Linked DNA regions of Gossypium arboreum: region 1 is linked to region 2. Evidence: chromatin contacts called from public Hi-C data. All regions are on one chromosome and are shown on one strand. Each heading gives the region's core, a stretch centred on a gene start, on an enhancer-like site or on the middle of the called end of the contact. The rest is flanking DNA. Distances are from core to core; before and after follow the strand shown.

The links. Hi-C and Micro-C count contacts between places; a contact is called where the count stands out from the background.
Region 1: a contact with region 2 is called in a Hi-C map of leaf, with 2.1 times the contacts expected there. The contact joins the promoter of LOC108489433 here to the promoter of LOC108489190 in region 2. A contact is called at or near these places in 3 of 5 Hi-C or Micro-C datasets (all in leaf).

Annotation. Positions count from the first base shown.
Region 1 is chr10:40,715,384-40,718,323 of ASM2569848v2, reverse strand. It overlaps LOC108489433 (pentatricopeptide repeat-containing protein At3g22470, mitochondrial-like), which reads left to right and starts at 1,406. Exons shown (of 3, transcript XM_053019933.1): 1 at 1,406-1,704; 2 at 2,106-2,166; 3 at 2,248-2,940. The coding sequence starts at 2,304.
Region 2 is chr10:40,576,469-40,579,168 of ASM2569848v2, reverse strand. It overlaps LOC108489190 (inositol transporter 1), which reads left to right and starts at 1,428. Exons shown (of 6, transcript XM_017793530.2): 1 at 1,428-1,978; 2 at 2,547-2,617. The coding sequence starts at 1,837.

The sequences.
Region 1 (2,940 bases), core at 157-2,656, 140 kb before region 2:
CTAAACCATCTGGTTTTCCCATCGAACAAAATCATTATTTAGTCTTGGTAAAGAGTGGTGTTTTGGTAGATTCGGAGAAGCATCGGAGATTTGTGGGAAGATTGACTTATTTGACTTTCACTCAATTTGAGCTATCCTATAGTGTTCATATCTTGGCACAATTTATGCATCAACCAAAGGAAGCTCATTGGAAAGCAAATTTGCGCATGGTTTGTTATTTGAAGGAAAGTCTTAAACAAGGAATACTTCTACGAGCTGATTGTAATCTACGACTATATGGTTACTGTGACTCTGATTAGGGAAGTTGTTCTTTAACATAACGGTCTCTCACTAAGTATTTTGTTATGTTAGGCACCTTTCCTATTTCCATTAAAAATTTCAATTTGCTGAAAGTTAATAGTTTTAGTAATTTAATTTTTTTAACATGTTTAATAACTTATCATACATTAAGCCAATTCATACTTTATTTCATTTTTTTCTTTCACATTATGCATTATCATTTAAATTGCATCAAACCACAATAATTTAAATTTATTTTTTATTAAATTTTAGTTTGATTTGTATCGATAGTAATACTAATACATGAAAATATAAGTTTGAGCGTCTTGAATACGTGAGTTGTAAAAAAATATGAATAATTATAGGCATTATATAAAAATATTTATTTTATGATATTTTTATATTTAACTCGTAATTTTTACCAAGTATATTTTATATTCAAATTAAAATTCATGATACAAATATAAGATGAAAATTTTCAAATTTTTACATTTACATTTATCAAACAATATATCTATATTTAGCCTTTAATTTTAATAATAGATAAATTAATTTTTATAAATTAAATTCAATACTTATTAAATCTAACATTAAAATCTTAGTACTTAATTTTTTTTATCAATAGTCGGTTTGATTCAACCATTTTCAAGAAAATATTAAGGTTTAACTTGAATTAAAAAATTTTAAGTTTCAATCAAGGCAATTGTCAAGTTTAAATATTAATATAAATAAATAAAAAGTTCAAAACCCAACATGACACATTTCCTAAATTCGAACTCAAAATAATTAACCCTACTTAGATTAAAAAAAAAGCTTCTCCTTGATTTTGATCTTGATCAATATAAATTACAATTTAATAATACAAATGTTTTGTTTTATTTAAATTCAATCATGACTATTTTTTATACATTATATATTTTCTTAAATAATATGTTAAAATTTAACAAATTTTAAGTATAATTTTAATTTTTTATAAATTTTAATAACTTATAAATCATATATATATATATGAAAATTTAGAAAAAAAATTAAATTAAAATTAAACGAAAATATTGAAAGTTAAATTTATTGATTTAAAAAATTAAATAAAATTAATAAAATGAATTACCATTGACTACTTGGTTTAGTATTACACAAATAAACAGGTGACCAGTCTGAAATTTACCTAAAAAATTCCAAAAGAAAACAAATTTACCTAAAGAGGATTTGGATGAATAGAAGCGGTCTGCACCTGGAATAGCAAATTTAGCAGAGCAAACAAAGAAGGAAATGAAGCGATTACCTCCAAACACCTTCAAACCATGACTCACCAATCTGCCAATTAGGGATAGCCTTTAAACGGAATATCGGTGACTGCCGCCGCCATTTGGGGTTTCATTTGAAGCTCACCTCTTTCTTTTCCTTTCGCTTAATTTCAAGATATGGGTAAGCTTCATTCTTCATTGCTTCTTCGTCATATTGTTAATGGTGGAAGGAACTTTTCTAATTTCCACTCTTCATTTTCTTGTTATTTTAACACCATTTCTCCCCATATCTCTGCAAGGGGAAACCAAAAAAAGTATGATTGCTTCTATAACGTGGATGATGCTTTGACTTTGTTTAATAAGATGGTTGCGAAGCACCGAAAGCCTTCAGTTGTGGAATTCAACAAATTATTAGGAGCCATTGTTAGAATGAAACATTATGCCATTGTTGTTTCTATGTATAGCCAGATGGAATTATTAGGAGTTTCCTATGACATTTATTCTTTCAACATCTTGATTAATTGCTTTTGTCAATTAGGTTATATTGATTTTGGGTCTTCTGTTTTGGGGAAAATGATGAAGGTAGGTGTTCAACCTGATGTTGTAACTTTGTCCACTTTGATTAATGGACTTTGTAAGCGAAGTAAGATATCTGAGGCTTTGAACTTGTTTGATGAAATGGTGGAAAAAGGGTATCGACCTAATTTAATTGTTTACACTACAGTTCTTAATGGTTTGTGCAAGACCGGGAATACTGATCGAGCTCTTAGGTTTCTAAGAATGATGGAAGGAAGAGGTTTCAAACCCAATATTGTAGCATATAGCACTGTCATTGACTGTTTTTGTAAGAAGGGGTTACTAAGTGAGGCTCTTGATCTTTTCTCCAAAATGAAAGTTAAGGGAATTAGACCAAATATTGTTATTTACAATTGTTTAATTCATGGTGTGTGTAACTTGGACCAGCAGAAGGAGGCAACAACGCTTTTGAATGAAATGGCGGGTAACAATATTTCTCTTGATATTGTCACGTATAATATATTGATAGATGCACATTGCAAGAAGAGGATGATTTCTGAAGCTGTAGATACTGTTGATGCAATGAGAAAGCAAGGCATTGAACCTAATGTTGTCACATTCAGTATATTGGTTGATGCACATTGCAAAGAGGGAATGGTTTCTAAAGCTGAAGATATTGTTGATACAATGAGAAAGAAAGGCATTGAGCCTGATGTTGTCACATATAATGCATTAATAAATGGTCATTGCTTGCAAAACAAAATGGATGAAGCTAGAAGAGTATTTCAGTTGATGAGTAAGAAGGGTTGTGCACCCGCTATACGTAGTTACAACATCATGATCAACGGATATTGCAAAGCTAAAAGGGTAGATGAAGCAATGGAACTCTTTCACGAAATAT
Region 2 (2,700 bases), core at 179-2,678:
AGCGTTAGAATTTTACTTTTTAATTTTAGACCACATATTTAACAATTTATGTGCCAAGAAAATACTGATTTTAAAATATATTTAGAAAAATAACATTTTATATTTGATATTAAAAAATTAAGTTAATTTTGAAGAGAAATAAAAATACATTTTACAAAATGCGCTTTCTGACTTTTTTTTACATATTAGTTCTTTTGGTAAGATGATTTACTGTTAGTGATATTTTTCTAAATATATTGATATTTTTATTTTATATTATTTCAAATTTTTTATTTTTAATTAATAAATATATTATTTTTAAATTTTTATTTTAATTCATCTTTTAATTAATAACTCTTTTATTTATAGAAACAAATAATTATTGTCAAATATCATTCTTTGTAATAAATATTTTTATATGTTTAATATTTATTTTTCAATCCATATAATGAGTGTAGTAAATTTTAGTAAAATATATTTTTGTATGTGCATTTGGGATATTTCACATATAAAGATAATGATATTTGAAATAATTAATTGAAATATTTCACATATAAAAATATTTGAAATATCATACCCACAATGTAGATGAAAAATAATGATATTTGAAATAATTATTTAATTTTATAATATTAGAAATCACCTTACCCATAATATAAGTGGAGAAAATAAATATTTGACATATAAAAATTATATCTAAAAAGTTAGTTGATGTTTTAAAAATAAAATATATTTAACATAATGATAAATATCAATTTTATCAAAAATATTTTTATTATATAATTATCAATAATTATTTGATTTTATAAATAAAATATTTATTAAATAAAAATATGAAGTAAAAATTTAAAAAACTTGAAAATAATATATTTATTAATTAAAAAATTTGAAACAACATGAAAGAATATAGAAATTTAAGATAAAATCACTATTATTTAACAATCTACAAGAGGAGTTAATATGTTAAAAATAGGAATTAAAATTAAAAATAAAGCTTGATACGATATGAAATAAAAATAGAAGAGAATCAAACTCAAGACTCAAGAATAAAACTACTAACATTTAACTATCTGACTAAAAGAACTGATGTATATTGTACGATGCGTTTTCTTTCTCCCAAAAGTCAAACTATTTCTCTAAATATTTTTAAAATCAACATTTTTTTCAATTTTCACCCTATTTATGTTTTTTTTGGTATTATACACAAATTGTAAAATTTACTTATTTAGAAAATTATTTTAATTTTGAAAGGAAGAAAATAAGGTTTTAAAAGATAAAATATATTAATGTTTCAAGTGATAAATATTTTCTTTTTAAAAGCTAAAAATTAAATTATTTAATGGTTGGAATTTATTATCCCTTAATGTTAACTCCATTAATAGGATAAGCATGAAAAATAAAATAATTAGGAAACACAAAAACTGCGTATATGTATCTATTACCAAATATATAATAGAATTATTACGTATCAAAATTGTCCGCTGTCGTCTCTCACTATCTCAACAATTATCCTCTTTGTTTTCACTTTTTCCTTCTCACTCGCAGCAAGCAAATAAGAAAAACAAAATTTCTTCAAAAACCCGAAGTTTCCTCTCAGAACAGAAAAATAAAAGCGAAAGCTTTGGGTTTTTTAATGCATGATCTGTTTTCATTGATTAATCAAAAATATATATTTGTTTCTATTTCTGGGTTTTAAGGGAAATTCTACCATTGTTGCCAACTCAATTGACTTTTAATATCGTCAAGAGTGAAAGGGTCAGAGAATTATAATCCTTGCTTTGAATTGTTCATTGTTGGGAATAAGCTGAAAACCTAACTGGGAATTAGAATTTGAGTGTTTGTTTGTTAGTTGGAGAGATGACGCTAGAGTCTTTACCCGGGAGTTCAGGGTATCTGGATTTGTTTCCAGAGAGACGAATGTCATATTTCAGTAATCCTTATGTTTTAGGACTTACTGTAATTGCTGGAATTGGTGGCTTGCTCTTTGGCTATGACACAGGTATTAAATCCCTTTCAACCCTTATTTCTAACCTTTTGTCTTTTTTTGCTCATCATGAGATTTATTGTTTAGTCTGGTTCATCTGATGACAAAGATTTGTATATTTCTATAGATGAAACCAAGTTTTGTTTGAATGTCCGGTTCATCTAATGACAAAGATTTTTATGTTTCAATTGATTAAACTAAGTTTTGTTTGATTGTCTGGATTGTAGCAGCAGAATTGAACTGATCTTAGACATTGAAGGTTTTGTGAACCAGGAAAAGAAAAAAGACTGAGTAAACACATTTTTGGTCTTAAATCTGGTGTCAAAGAAAGAAACACTCTTAGTCTAACATGATTACATGATTGATTTTCTTTTAATTCCTCAATTCAATTGAGCTTTTGTAACTTAAAAAACCCTTAAAACTGTTAATCTAGCTCATTGCTTCTGCATTATGTTATCTGGACTTCTTTAAGCAGTATCAGATATTCAACTGAACAAAACAGGAACACATGATTCTCTTCATTCCTTCTTCTGTTTAATTTCTCTGGGAACATGTTCTCATTTGGAAATGATAATGATTGCAGGTGTAATATCAGGGGCCCTTCTTTACATAAAAGATGACTTTGAGATCGTCAGGCAGAGTAGTTTCCTGCAGGTATTATGAACTTGTAAAGGTGTTCTGAAATACTAAACTTACTTCAGTCATAAAAGAGCATGAAAAAGAAAGAAACCAAAGAA